Regions from separate parts of the Mus musculus genome. Here region 2 is linked to region 1. The links are chromatin contacts, called in public Hi-C maps. All regions are on one chromosome and are shown on one strand. Each heading gives the region's core, a stretch centred on a gene start, on an enhancer-like site or on the middle of the called end of the contact. The rest is flanking DNA. Distances are from core to core; before and after follow the strand shown. Region 1 has its middle 52 kb from the start of 1700019E08Rik. Region 2 has its middle 22 kb from the start of Gm30792.

Region 1 (7,969 bases), core at 2,029-4,528:
CTTCACAAAGTTCAGGCAAGCACTTATTTGCTGTAAAGTATAGAGATGCAGCAGCGAGTAGTGGGTTTCAGGTCACAATGGGTGAAGAATGCTTGGTTTATCCAGATCAAGACTGAACTCACCACTGCACTGTCCTCACTGTGTGCCATGTATAGAGTCAAGTCACAGACTGGACTTGTAGCATAAATCAGCAAATTTCCAGTGCTTTTGTCAGGATGAGAGGAAGGATTGTGGGTTACAAATGTGCCAGCAAAGTGTTAGCAGAAGAGAAGCAGAAGAGGACAGTTGCTGGGGTTGGGGTGGGAGGAGAGCAGGAAATAGCACAGAAATCAGTGCCTAATTCTTTCTTCAAAAGCAGTGGGAAACCTTTTCCATTGCCTTTGTAGCTAATTCCTTCACAGTGTTTATAAATTTTGTATTCCTCCCTTTGCTTTAAGAACAAATCTCCTGGCTTAGCATCATTTATAATCTGTTTTCTGCTTTTCTTTGCTTGCCTCTCCCACACTTCTGTCTTGTATTGTATTCTCAAGTCCCAACAAAACTAACACCCCTCCCCCATATCATGTCGTGCTTTGTGTCTTCTCTCTGCATAGAACTTTTTCTTCCTTTCCTCATAGACGCCATTTTACTTCACTTAGAAAATCCAGGGAAGCTCTCTTACACTCTTGCTCTCCTGCCTCTTACTCCTTCTGTTCCCTCTCTCCCCATTCCCTCCCCATCTTTCCATGTGGTCATCGCTGGCCTCCACTTCTCTACTCTCTCCTTCTCTCTGCCTTTCTCTGCCTCTACTACTTTCTTAACTCCCCTCCCATGTCCTAAATAAACTCTATTCTATACTAGAAAGAAAGAAAGAAAGAAAGAAAGAAAGAAAGAAAGAAAGAAAGAAAGAAAGAAAGAAAATAAATAAACCCAGGGAAGCCTACATAACATTACCTATCTCATCTAGAAACTATGTATTGTATGAGCACTCTCATATCTGATATCATGGACCAAAACAAGCTTTAAAGATTAATATAAGACAGGATTATGTTAAATCAATGGAGCAAGTGATGGTGTGCTCACACAGGACCTTCAATATTAACACAATTGGTGGTTCCTTCCTGCCTCACATGCATGAGGAACATATTGACCTAGGCAGCCAGAATTGTTGTAGCTTATATCTAGAAGGATTGTGTTGCAGAAGGCAGACATGGCCTATCTTTTGCTCTTCAAAGGAATAGTGACAGAGAAGCTAGGACAAACAGGATCAGGGACTACTGGTATTCATAAGGGCCATTCATTTAATATACCAAACCCAATTAGTATTGAAAAAAAAAAGTAACCATTGTGCCAGGGAGCAAGGAAGGTACAGATCTCTTATATCTGGACCAAAAGGCTTGAACAAGTTTTTCAGAACTCTTAGTTATAAATTCCTTGACTACAACTAACTTTACTCACCAGTAGTTTGACATAGCCATAACATGGCCTGCTTCTGGAACAGCCTCATGCCACCTCATCAAGATTTTCCCTGTCACAACCCATCAGGAAGCAAAGTTCTTTTAGTGTGGATTACTGAAAGTGGTCATCAACCAAGATCCCATAAATGCAGGAACATTTTTGAGAAATGCACTTCTTCGCTGCTTTGTTTAGATAGCTGACATCTATTGTTGTTTTCATAGGAATTAGCATATCAAAACTGTGCTTCTTCAGCCTTGTAAACAAATGAGAAAATTGTGTCTCATATTCTCTTTTGTTTCCAAGGTTAAATAAAATACAGTTTAATCACACTATGCCCCCAATAAATGATTTGGACCATATGACAAAATAAGGTCGACTTTTAGCGTTTTGATGTAAAACAAGGAATGATTTTAAGCATCAAATTATTTGGTAGAGTCCACCTAGCATGTTCTCCTAAGTCCTGGCGAGGTCTGTGAGACTATTGCCACTTTACACAAGGCCTCTCTGAGTAAAGGGCAAAATACCCTTGAGATAATTGTGAAACATTTTGCAATATTTTAATATTACTAAACAGAAACTTTCATTGCTTTTATATGGCCAGCTGGAACTGACACAAATATATGCTTGTTCGCTGTGAGTCTGCCCCAAACATATGATTTTATATAAGGATTTATTTATGGATAAGTCCTTTATCTTTATATTGAATGTAATACTTGCTGGTAGTTTTCAACTTGTAATTATTTTGCTTCATATCAAAGAACAATATTAGAAATTAGAGTCCATTCACTGTGGTGTCTGAGTCATGGACTATGCTGAGCATCTTTTGAAATTTGCTCAGCTATTCATTTTCAGGCTCCATACCATCCTTCTCTGCTTCTTCTATTCTTCCTCCTTCACATTATTCAGTTCTCTCTTTCTTTCAGTATTTGTAACATTATACTAATATGTAACAGCTACATGTACATTTCAAAGAATGAAACCCTCCCCTTCCCACAAGCTTGGCCTGTGATCCAAGGGAATGGCAGCATCCTTGGCCTCTGTGTAGACTTGTACTGTCAGATTAGTGATGCTGATGTCTTCAGGCCTGGGCCAAATCTGCACAATGTTCTTGGTACCAAGATGCTCCACTTTCTTCCTTTCTGTGGAATCCTATAGCTCTGTGGAGCTTATAAATAATTGAGTTATTTTTAAACCACTGGATGATTTCCAGTCACTCTCTTTTACACGGGATTAATTATGTAAGAAAACGGAATTGTGCCTCAGCAGTGTTACAATTTTTTAAAAACAACATGTTGTTTAAATTCAGGTTTGGCAACTCCAGCCTGAACCCCCTCGTATTTATGGCACCACACCCATAGCATAATAAAACCTTTAGACGTCTTTTGTCTTCTCGCTTGCCTTCTATTTTTTCTCAAGGGTGTTTTATGCTGGAAGATGCAAACAAAAGTTGTCCAGATGTTATTTGTATCAGAACAGAATTTCAGTCCAGCTATCTGTGGTTGCAAATGTTTATTTTAATGGGTTATTGTGCAATCCTTGCTGTGTAGACCTTCATGGCCTTATACGAACAGTCTCAGCAATGCCAGGACATTGTTTTTTAAAGTATATCATTTTAGTCCAATGGAATGATTAGTTGTCACCACAGGGGCAGAGGCTGCAGCACCTGGAGAAACAGAAAGTGTATTTTTGTCTGTGTCCTTGTGTTGACACTGTTCAAACTGCCCAATTATGAAACCATGACTGATGGACTTTAGGTAAGCAGGGGGAAGGTGTGGTCCAGGCCTTAGCAACAGCCTCAGCCCTTGGAGACAAAGTTACATGGCTGCAGTAAACATACCCGTGGTGTTGAAAAACAGGCCAGCTGCTGCCCCATACAGCTGATGGAATGAGAGAAGGGCTTAGCTAAGCCACAGCAGTGTGAGCAGTGAGTTTATTTTAGTGATTACAGCAGGCATGGGCTGGACTTATTATTCATTTTTAGAATTCTAATAAAATCTTAACTGATGTTTCCTTGATACTAGAGTAAATTGTTTACCTCGTATCTAAAAACACACATTAGAACCAGTACCAATTAACACTGAGGAGTTTCTAAGGCTTAAAATTAATATGAAGCTAGATTGCATCACACAGAAATAGATTTTAAGTTTTGTACAGTTATACATTTTAGAGCAACTGATTTTCTTTAAAAACATATATACATACATACATACATATATATATAATATTATGGAATATATATATATATAATATTATGGAATGCATATATATATATATATATATATATATATATACATACATATATATATAATATTAATGAAATACACAAGTCATTCTCTGTTGGAAGACTAGCCAGCAAGTTTCACTTAAAATGAACTATGTACTGCAGAAGTAATACCAAGTTTCTTACCTTAGTGTATTGACATTGAGGGCTGATATGTCTTCCAGCTAATGCTGTCCTTAAGGAGTTTGCATTGACTCATAAGCAAAGCAATTGGCCATATAAAATTAAAACTGAAAAGCATTTTGTGAATCATTTTTAAAAAGAAATTAATTTTTGTTTAAGTTTTATAGCTATCAAGAGTCTTGTTAAATTTTTTAATCCAGAAATTAGGTTTCAGTGAGGAAAAGCTTTTGGAAGTGTTGGCAAAATATAATTTTTTATTCGTTCACATCACTACTTATATCAATCTTGTAAAAAGGACTGTTGAATTAATGGCCAATAGTCCTTAGTTTAGAAAGTACTCGATGAAAGTCAATTCGTATTCTAGTAGCTTTGAAAATCATTGTCATTTCTAGAGTCTGAAATGTCTACAGTGTATCAATCTGCTTACTGCAGGGTTGTGCAGAGTTCTACTTCTTAAGAGTAAGAATCTGCTTTGACATGTGAGTGAACTAAGTGTCACATTTATGAAATACCTCTTTGCTTGTTTGCTTTATTGGCATCCCTAAACATAGGATTTACTTGAACTATCAGATAATCACCTTAAATCCACTATGATCACATACCGTTGCAGTTAAAGGGGGCACATTGTAGTTGAAGAGATGTGAATGAGTGGAGGGGAAATGTATTCTGCTGCTACTAGCAATATCCAGGAGGACTCACTCACTATTGCATTAGGAACTCAAGTAACCAGAATCTGCCGACTTTGTCTGCATTCCACTGGAAGCCAAACTTGACAGCAGCACATGAAAGTGAACATTTTATAGGGAAAGTACAAGAAGGATTAGTCTAGGATGGTAGAGACAGTTCCTAGGAAGTGAAGTCATCCTATAAGGGGCAGTTATCCCTGCCCTCCCAGTGTGTGACTGAAGCATACTTTCTCAGGGATATCTTGAATACCAAGCATAGACATTGAAATGATTCATTCAAGAAGTGAGCATGCTGGGGTATTGACACATCATGGCCTGCTAGTCACGCAGTGAGTTATTCTATAAAGGTTAGATGAAGAATATATAGAAGTAGTAATCAGGTGTATTCATACACAGTACCCCCAGACTGTCGTGTGTGTGTAAGGACACCATCCTGTGTTTTGAAAATGATCCCTGTGACCTACAGTGAAGATAGGGTTTATCAGCCATCAGTCAGGTCAGAAACAAATTCTGCAGAATAAAGGGACCCAGACCAGCATTTGTCACGCAGGAAAAAAGATGCTGTGGTACTACTGTATGTAAAGACTTAACACAAATTTGTGGTTTGGTTTATGTTATTAAATTAATCCTAAAATATTATTATAAGGAGGTTCTGAAGTGAATTGCCTGCGTAATAAAATACATCACATTCTTTTAAAGTTCAAGACGATCTGGGCCTCTAGTCCTCATTGTGATCATAAATTCTCAGCTATCACATAGCTGCCCAAGGTGTCCTGAACAACAATGACCACACATTGAGCTCAAGGAAGTATCAGCCATATACTCCACTTAGATGAAATGCAAACAAGTCTTGTTTCTTGTGATTTTTCCACATTTCATTAAAAGAAATCTGCAGAAAGAAACTAACAAAATCCCAATTAAGTGAGAAATGTGCCAATAAATTTCTGTAAGTAAAATTTTTGCTGTAGCTGCCAAAAGGAAGCAAAAGACATTAGATAATCATTTGTCTATTTAAGCAAAACTCATACATATTATTTACTATGTACTAGGGTCTAGTAAAAATGAATAACATGAAGATACCTAGACAAATTGTTAAGGTCTTTGGAGTGTTTGAGATCTAATATCAAAATTTATTTCTGCAATTTTCCAGCCAGATTAAGCGTTAGCCCCTCACATTTTAATTTTCTCACCTAGAAAATAAGAATAGTGGAATTAGGGGGCTTAGACTTCACTTAAAACACACTGAAGAGTATTCCTGGCACACATTAAATTTCATACATTATTAAGTTTTTATGATAATGGTGTTGATGGGAATTCTGTAGTTGCTGTCATCAACTATTTGTAGCCTGCTAAAGGTGGCTGACAGAGACCTGTGTAATGCAGAAAGTCCTGGCAAGGGCTCCAGGTTCCAGAGGATAAATTTAGGTAAGTGAAGAATGCCTTGAGGAAATGGAGCATCTAAGTGTTTCTTGGGAGACTGAAAGGTCTCCAGTGGTGATGAGTGGGTTCAGAATGAATTGTCCATGCTACAAGACAAAGAATTCTGCATGGACCTGGAGTACCCGTGTCTCTTGAGCATCAAGTGCCTGAGTCAGATGACACAAAGCTAGCTTCTAGGTGATAAGGAGCAGGGTTCTGTGACTCTTCCCAAGATTCGTCCTTTCCTATTTACTGCCACTTCTGTAGTAGAGTCTCACCATGTTTTGTGATTTTTTTAGTAGTATCATTGGTCATCTCAAATTTTTGATTAGAAAGACCCACATTTGGTTTTCCAGGCAAGCTTTAATTCATGACTATGACCCTATGAGTAGTTATTAATAGTTTTTAATTGCCTATCTCAGAGTTAACATCCAAACCCCATTTTTTTGTATTGCCTTCTGAAATTTATTTTACCATTGCCCTTTCCATCTCAATTCATGGTAATCTATTTCTTAATAATATATTATTTACTCAGATTCTCCATGATGCCCAGTACAGGATCTCTGATATCTATATCTGTTATTGATACCCCACTTGGATTATTTAAGTGGTCTCAAAATTAGTCCACAGCTTCCTATTCTGAGCCCCAAAAGCCCCAGGGCTGCCATCTTAATCCTAAGAAAATTGTGTACTTTAAAGGTCCAAGTCCCTTTATAAGAGAGTTTCAGTGAGTTGGCCTCTATCGCACTCATTACCTGTGACCTTATTTCTTTAGTTATTTTATTATTGATTTTGTCACTCCATTGTCACTAAGCTCTTTGTTTGCTAACAAATAACAGCTGCACACTCCAGGGTGGTGCCTTTGTTCTGCCTGTTTCCACTGTGGGGACATTGTACTCTTGGATATTTTCACATTGAATGTTGTCATTTTCCTGGAATCTTTCCATAAAGGTTATCATTCTTAGTCACATTCTATAGCCCCCAACCCTGCCCCCCACCACATACTCCTTGCAGTCTATAGCACCCTGTAGTATTCTGACAGCGATTTAATGTCTGTCCTTCCTACCTCCTGAGCTATAGGCCCCCAATGCTGACGTCTTCATGTATTCTCTTCAGATGTTTCCTGAGTACTGGTTGGTGATCTGTGAGTCATGGCACAGTCTGGCTTTCTTTTGAAATGTGTGATTGTTACACTCACAAGAACAGTCCCTTTTTTTCATAGTGCCCAGTACTTAATGTTTAGAAGATTGAGGTATTATTTAGAAGATTTTATTTTATAAGAGATTTTCTCCACTGGAAAGGAGAAATTATTGCTGTGAGGTTCATGTTTGAAAAAAAATGACCTAATAAAGAACACAGTGAGTCACTGCAATGTGGCAAACATTATATGTATTTCTTCATTTGGATTCACAGCAATATCATGAGCTGTCATCCCAGCTTTAATGATTTCAAAGCTGGAGATTAGAGAAGTTTACAGACGTGCCAATATTCACACAATAAATGGAGTGATTCAAGCTTGGAGACTAGGGTTTTCTGTTGCCTAGTTTTTAAAATATTGATTGTTACCTGTGTTTGATGAATCAGAATCTACTATGCAGGTCTGAAAAAAATTGAAAATGAAGAGAAATCTCTGAACCTAGGAAGTGAAGCACAAATGCTTCATGGCAGTTGTAGCTCCTTATCCCAGGAACTGCCCTGTTAGAGCCACAACACATAGACCTTTATACTGTCTCCAGAGAAGATCCTGCTACAAATAACCAGGAGCATGCATCCCCATAAAACAAGTCGTACCAACTTGTTTTGCAGAGTTGCTATAACTGCTCAACTCGATTGACTGATAGTGATCTTTGTGACATGATTTTTTTTCCTGATTTAGATATTTATTGGAAACATTCAAAACTCTGATCAGCATTTTGACATTCCATTCTTGTGCCAGTTTATGCAAAAACTTGGCTTTTTGCGATGCCTTTCCCAGTTTTTGAATCTAAGTTGAGCATCACTGGAAGGATTGTTTGCTCTCTTC
Region 2 (7,969 bases), core at 1,453-3,952, 230 kb before region 1:
ACTGATTCCTATGGACACTTAGGGTCTTACTGATGCACAGGAATTAATGAAGGCCTAAGTAAGACAGCTGTGCTAGAATTTGAAAAGAGCCTAGCTGAAGGCATTGAGATTCAAGAAAAAAGGAATTAGTTGCTACCAATATGGAAGTTAGAGATTTCATAACTTCTATGAATATACACACCACACTAAATTATAGCTACTATTTGCTGAATTTCTCAGGTGATGGGCAATTGGCTAAGGTGCAAGGTGAATTTTGTTTGGTCCTTACAACAGTTTGTTGACTTTACTATCCTTACTTTGTTTGAAAGAAGCAGGAGCAGTGGAAGAGAGCGTAAGAACACTATCAGTCTGTGTCCAGCTAGAATTAGAACATAGACCCAAAATGGCATCTTGTCTAGAGAGATGGGTTTATGGTTTTATAAGAACGCAAGAGAATTTTGATACATATAGGCCAGGATCCTGCTTGTATACAGTGTCACAAAATGATAATAACAAATGTATTGTGATTCTTTAAAAGTAGAAATCAAAAGCTTTCTTACCTATGTCACTTTGTCCCAAGACTTTTTTATAAATGGAGTTCAAAATTGTAGCCTGTTAGGTATGAAGCCTTCCTGCTTTATAGACTGGGGGTTTAATTTAATTATCTGCTTAGTGACACACAGGCTTTGTTAAAAAAAAAACAACTTTGTGAGAGCTCAAATTTAGATAGAGACTTCTGGATCTTGTTGGTCTCAAGGGATGATGATTCAGATTCACTGTGAGATGGTTCAGGCTAAGGATGAAGCCCAGATCTCCATAGAAGGCAGTGGCCAAACCAGCTAACTAACACACTGACCACAGTTCAGCACTGTGGGAATTTCAAAATCAATGCTTAAAAGAATTAAATACATTCTCCTCTATTTTTCACTCATTCCTGTTCTATCTTAACTCCTCACATTCTTCTTTAGGGCCTGACTTGACAAATCCCCAAATGACAAAGATTAAGAGGGTACCTGTGTTAATTATGAAGTAGCAGAGCTGGAGATCGATGCAGGCAGTTTAGAAGTGACTCCCACATCCTCAGTTCTGTGTCTCCCTGTGTCTGTAACTTGGGAGAGTTTCTTTCCATCCGTAAACGTCATAACATTTGGTCTCACTTGTGTGGTGACCGTGAAGCTGGAACTTGTCCTCCAAATAAGGCAAACTGAAAAACGTGCTTAGCTTATAGATGAGCACACCCTTTGTTCAGTGGCCCTTATGGATGGAGTTCTAGGTTACAGTCATAGGAAGTGCATCACATATATGCAATACATCCAACACTTAATGACCTACTTTTGTAAATTATGGATTGGTTCAAATATGTACTATTTAGTGAATAAAAACTATTTGTTTTATGATAGTGAATTTATAGGATTGCATACTTCAGTGCCAATGTGGAAAACTCTAAATCAACTGGTTTGTTTGTTTGTTTGTTTGTTTATTTAGTATCATAATACAGTATTTAAAGATGACCCACTTTGCTTTAAAAGTGTATAAGCTCTAAGGCATCTCAGTGTACTTGGGACTGTGTTACCTGTTCTTCTCTTCAAATTACTGTCTGCATGATTGTCACTGTCTCCCGGTTCCACAAAGAACTCCTTGATGACATTTATCAGCCTCCGTTTTTAGACATGATTTCATTAAAAGCCATTCTCCTATAGTCGTTGTGCTCTCTCTGTTTAATGTGGTCTGTAGAGTTCATCAGATGTATGTGTTAATGGCATCAGCTGGGTTCAGGTTTCACTATAGCTGAACCTCTCTATTGTTAATCACTTAGCTAACATATGTCAATATCATAGTATGGAATGACACTCTCTGCAGCTCCTTTATATTCCTGTCACTGCCCTTTCTGAAAGATTAGAAAAGTATCGATTATCATTGTTAATTCAGAAGTGGTGGGTATGTGTTGGCTTCCCCTCACTAGAATACAACAGCACTCAACTTGGGTTAGAACCTTTCAACTTGCTCAGCCTTTTTTAGTGATTTTTTCTTCAGTCCTTCCTTTTCTCTCTTCGTTTGCTACTTTCACATGCAAAAACCAGGGGCTTGCAATTCCAAAAGAGGAGAGATGTTTATATCTTTCTACTTCAAGTCACATCCAACATTTCTCATCTTGAAGTGGCACAGCTAGGAGTAATCTTTGTTTGCTTTCTGCAGTGTTATCGCTCCCTGGGGACACACAGGGAGTCTAAGACTGGGTGGGAAAATGTTGTAGATTTGTACAGGATGTATATTGCACTTTAGAATTTTTGGCATACTGAGATAATTTTGATCCTCATATCTTATATTTGGTGTCCTTTGATAGCTTAGAGTTGAATAAAGTCTCTCTCTCTCTCTCTCTCTCTCTCTCTCTCTCTCTCTCTCTCTCTCTCATTCTTACTCTGTCCTCTTTAAGTCTGATGTCATTGTAAACAGAAAGATGAGGGCCTAATATTGAAGGGCTGCTAGCTTCAGGGTGAGTGGTGGGCTCAGCAGAGTGTGATGGTAGAGAGTCATTCCACTTCAAGGAGGATACTGCCCAATTTTTTAAACTTAATAGGATTAGTCATGGGAACTATTTTTAGCAGAAGTTCAACTTTATCCATGTATTTTAATGTGGGAAAATTGTGTCCTTTTCCCTCTGCTAATGTTTGATGTATTCCAGCCCTCCTGTGAGTGTGTTTGAGTATCTTAGGGGATCTGGAGTGGAGGAGAACTTCCTCTCAGATTCTCTCTGTTTTCTTTCGGGAAAATGACATTCCAAAGCTGTTTCACTTTCTGACAGGAAGTGGAGCCTTGCCAAAAATGATTAAAGTCCAAGAAAACATAACAGCCCCAAAGCTGCCGCAGTTCTTTAGGAGCCCAAGTTTGACATTGTGTCAAACAAACATGAAATATTGTTTAATAAATTTGAATAATACAGAGATAGGGGAAAATCATTCTTGGCTTATAGCAGTAGTGCTTTGTATTGAGTATGTAAAAGACTACCTACTCCTAACAAATTGAAATTAATACGTGAATACTCTTGTGTAAAGTTATCCCAGCTTGTGACTTCCTCTGTTATACTAGTTATCTATAAGAGGGAAAAAAAACTTGTCTGAATTATGTGTAAGTTCAAACAATTATGCATAGTGTTCAGGGAAATAACTCTGATAGTGCAATCCACCCCTCTCGTAGTACATAGTTTTCAAGAAAATATAAAAGGTACACAGTGGATTCATTGATAAATTCATTTATAACAAAAGAGTTTTATTAAAAGGGGTTAGATAATAACTTAAACTTAAGTTGATATTTGGAAAAATAAACCACCAAAACTTTATACAATTTCACTATATTCCCACCCAAGATAATTATGACCTTCCTCTATCAAATAAAGCTAAAAAAGAAAAAAAAACCCATAAACTTCTCTTATTAAAAAACTAACACCTCTTTTTTTTTAAAAAAAAAAAAGGAAAAGTTTAAAATACTGGACTTAAAACACACCTGAAAACTTAATCCTTATATTAAAAATTCTTATTTCTGTTATCTTTGATGTTACTATTCCAGGTGTATATTTGAAATATATGTTTTAATGAAAACTATTCAGTAATTTCTGTACTCACAGACACTCAACAAATCCCACAATTCATGATCACTATTTAGACATGTTAAATTGATTAGAGAAGTCATTCACTGTCATTGGGTACCATTTGTCACTTCATAAACAGCTGCAGTGTGCTGCCTCCAAATGCAGAAGGACCAACAAATAAATCACATCAAATGGTGGGAGTAGATGCTATCCTTTCATCTATAATTGGTATAGCCCTTTTCTGTCACATTTGCTCATTCTTATGATTCTAGTGTGGATTGACAGACAGGGAAAGGGCAGCCTCTGTCAAAGATGTTCAGAGAGTGTGTGTTCGGGTGATGTACCTGCTAATAGATATCCATCATAATATTACATTAATGTCACCATGCATCAAACATACAACTTACCCATCTAGGTATCTGATGTTAGACCCATAAGGATCTGTTCCCACAGGAAATAAGCTCTTAGCTTTGACAGGAAATTGATAGATGTCAAAGCAAAAACATGATTTACAGATACAAAGGAAAATAAGTGTACATTGCACATACCATTCCAGTGTGTGTAACTATAAAATTAGAAAGTTTAATTTCAGACACTATAATAAATATATATAGAATGGGATTTTTTTGCTAATTTCAATATACAATTCATTTTTAAGCAATTTTTTTCTTTTCTTATTAAACTAAAAGTAGCCACTGTTACAATTAATGCTTGGTATTATGTCCTAGATTAAGACTTTAATGAAAATCTGCTTTCTTGGAGGTCAAAACTCTTTCACCCTGCAATATCTATGTGTTTTTAGTGCATGTGTTCATGTATATATGCATACCACCATACACAGAGGCTTCTGTATATATTATGCAATAGAGTCATACCAACATTAAAAATTAACATAAATTAATGAAGACAATATACTTTCATAATGTCAAGTCTTTAAACACTGTGCACTTTGGGGAAATAGAAATGGCCCATGGTTGTTGCTGAACTGTCTCTCCTACATTGTGATCAACTTTGAGAAGATAATGTTTGTATCCACTCAACTAACTGGAAACTCATGTTGGAGAAGCTGTGTTATTTTTTTCAATCTGAATTTGCATGTGCTATCTCATTGTATTTCCATTGAATCATGATTATTTTGATTCCTATTTTATAGACTAGGAAATAAAGGTGGCAAGAAGATATTGTGCACAATATTGTGCCCCCCGTCCCCGTGCATGCTAAAGGAAAGAACCTATGGTGGTGAGGCTAGAATTGTTTGACTCTAAGTTGCTTTGCATTGTGTTTCCTTACACAATTGTGAAGCAAACAAGGTAGTGGTAGCAGGAAAGGCAACCACCATAGGTCTGTCTGCAAATGTACTGCTGTCCCCCACATGTCACATTTCTAAATGCTGGATTCAGAAGTGGCATATTTGGGAAGCTTCCTCCTACAGAACTCTAAGCTTCATCCCATGTCTAAGCTGAAGATCCCTGAAGAAAGAAACCAAGTAGGTGAAGGGTTTCTGAGAGCAGACGAAACCAGGCTAGACCAATATAGAAACTAATTGTTGAAATGGTTTCTGGTCTTACACTTAACTAGTTGAAATCTACTCTCCCTCCCTCCCTCCCTCCCTCCCTCCCTCCCTCCCTCCCTCCCTCCATCCCTTCCTTCCTTCTTTCTTTCCTTTCTACCTTCCTTTCTTCTTTCCTTCCTTCTTCACCCTTCTCTCTTTCTCTCTTTTTCTTTCTTTTCTTTATTTTTTCTTTCTGTCTCTCTCTCTTTCTTTCTTTCTTTCTTCTTTCTCTCTGTCTCTCCCTCCCTTCCTTCCTTCTTTCCTTCCTTTCTTCCTTTCTTTCTTTCTTTCTTTCTTTCTTTCTTTCTTCTTTCTCTCTGTCTCTCCCTCCCTTTCTTCCTTCTTTCCTTTCTTTCTTTCTTTCTTTCTTTCTTTCTTTCTTTCTTTCTTTCTTTCTTTCTTTCTTTCTTTCTTCCTTCCTTCCTTCCTTCCTTTCTTTTCTTTTTTTCTCTCTGTCTCTCCCTCCCTCCCTCCCCCCCCTCTCTCTCTCTCTTTCTTTCTTTCTTTCCATCTCTCTTTTTCCTTCGTTCCTCTCTCTCTCTCTCTCTCTCTCTCTCCTCTCTCCTCCCTTCCCTTCTATAAAGAAAATAAACCCTTGAAGGAAAATGTGGAAAGTTATAAACAACGGTGAGAACTCTCCAAAGGCCATGCCTTATTCTCCTGGGGGATCATATTTCCTACAATTGGCTGGATTCAATGGGAACCTTGAAAGATGGGTTGCAATAAAAATGAATTGCTGCAACCTTTTCTGGGTGATTCATTAATAGGAAGTAATGCTTGCTTTTCCTATTGGCTGATTCATTTTGGTTTCACCAAACACATTTGTTTTGTAAAGTCTAATTTCCAAAAGAATAATGAATCTGTTGCTCTTTATCTAGTGGATAGTTAAAAAGAAAAATACCAAATTAATTTGACAGTCAGTTTAGGTAAATAAACAGTACAAAGCAATTCTGCGTGTTCACCTAAATTGCAAAAAATGTCCTCCTCTGATTGATAATCAGCACAGAGTTGACCAGCAGCTTGCATGGGACTATGCTTATTGTCAAGCAATGTTGGAGAAAGGTCAATGGTTAATTAAATAATCCATCACCTCAGAATAGAGAGTAGTTCTCAACTTTGACAATCGGTGACAGAAATATTCAAAGGTCAAAAACTGAGTTGCAATATATTCCAGTTTGTTATCTTTTTTTATGAAGATGTGACTTGATCCAAGAAGTGGAGGATGAAAAAAGTCACATTTTTTTTCTAGAACCATAGTCCCCCCATGAAGTTTCAGATTGTTTATTGAGTTTAATAGTGAAATTCTTTTGGAGCCATAGACTTCTCTTAATTTTTATACTCTGCAAAAATTCATGTTTGGGCGATACGCAGTTTGTTTTCATGCTTGAGAGCTGTGTGTCGAGGACCCAGTGAGCTTGGAGAGGGATCTTTTCTGAGAATTACTGTCTCCACAGCTTGGTGATCTCAGGCAGCTCTTTGCATTCTGAAGGAACTGAATGAATACAGCCCTTCACACTGACATCTGTGCTCTCTCCTTACTGGGCACCATCTCTAGGATGACTCTTCTACAAACTGGATGTTCAGATTCCAACTGGATGTATCGATTTGACCTAATTTCTCTTGGTCAGGATTGGTTTCTTCATTATTATTTCCAGACATTGTTATTTGATTTGAGATGTTTTAGCTAGAGAAAAAAATCCACCACTCTACTTTATCCTTTACTCCTTCTTCCTGCCTCAGAAGTCCACTGATTCATCCCAAGTGTTCAAATCTCGTATTCAGATTTCTTTTCCCTGGCCCCTCTCTCACTGTGTGTATGTGTTTGTATGTGTGCATGTGTTTGTATATATGTGCACATGTTTGTTTGTATATATATGTATGTGCTTGTATATGTGAGTGTGTGTGTGTGTGTGTGTGTGTGTGTGTGTGTGTGTGTGTTGTAGGTTGACCAAACAAACAACCCTCAAACTATTATTTATTTCAGTCCTTCCACCAGCCTTTTCTCTTTACCTCTTGGAGCCAAATACTGAACACAGACAAGGAAAAGAGGAGCACCAGATTAACTGCATTCCAGGAAGCCATAAATCACAAGTGATTAAAATAATTGACAACAATAGAAAGAAAACATTATCCTGGCTTGTGAGGAGGAAACTGGTCACCAGTTGAGATCACCAGAGGTTTAGAAGAGAGAATGGTTGATCTGAATAGAAAAAACAAAGCTTTACTCTTGTCCCCCGAGAAGGCAGGGCAAGGCAGGGCTCAGCCAGCGATATTATATGGCTCTGCTACTCTGTTGAAATGTCCATTTATATGGCTTTGAAAGGAGGGGAATTTGACCTGTGTGAGTGTGCACTGCTGTATCCCCTGGCTGTCTGGGTGATCGTGGCTATTCCAAGCATGGTCAAGTGTTATATGATTATTTTATCTCTTACTGTAAAGTGCTTTGAGAGACTTTGTATGAGAGGCAATATAAAAATAAATTGAATTGAACTATGGCTTCACCTTCCCACGTTTTAGTGCAGAAACCTTTAGAGCAAAAGTGCAGTGCTATGATAAAGGACTAGATTAAGACTATGTCAGGAAAATGGCCAGCTCTAGAGATCCCTGGCCTGGAGGTGGGGGAGGGGGAAGGGAAGGAGGGACAGAGACATAGGAAGAGAGAGGGAGACAGAGAGAAACAAGGAAAGAGAGGGAGAGAAAGAGAGAGAGAGAGAGAGAGAGAGAGAGAGAGAGAGAGAGAGAGAGAGAGAGAGAGGGAGGAAGGGAGAGGGAAAGTTTTTCTCAGACATGTGTTTACATTTTTTAAGCTTCTCTTTAATACTAGAAAATGAGAGTTGTATTTTTATAAAGTT

Evidence for each region. A called contact is a pair of places that touch in the nucleus more often than the background predicts.
Region 2: a contact with region 1 is called in a Hi-C map of uterus, with 4 times the contacts expected there. The contact joins two enhancer-like sites. A contact is called at or near these places in 4 of 484 Hi-C or Micro-C datasets (embryonic fibroblasts and uterus).

Annotation. Positions count from the first base shown.
Region 1 is chr2:45,744,868-45,752,836 of GRCm38.p6, forward strand. No RefSeq gene overlaps it. Among named protein-coding and RNA genes, the nearest start is that of 1700019E08Rik, 52 kb to the left of the region's middle. Within about 2 kb of position 3,279, at least 38 of the 459 cell types and tissues checked have an H3K27ac peak or open chromatin away from gene starts, as enhancers often do. A contact at or near this core is called in uterus, where this site is marked.
Region 2 is chr2:45,512,284-45,520,252 of GRCm38.p6, forward strand. No RefSeq gene overlaps it. Among named protein-coding and RNA genes, the nearest start is that of Gm30792, 22 kb to the right of the region's middle. Within about 2 kb of position 2,703, at least 41 of the 459 cell types and tissues checked have an H3K27ac peak or open chromatin away from gene starts, as enhancers often do. A contact at or near this core is called in uterus, where this site is marked.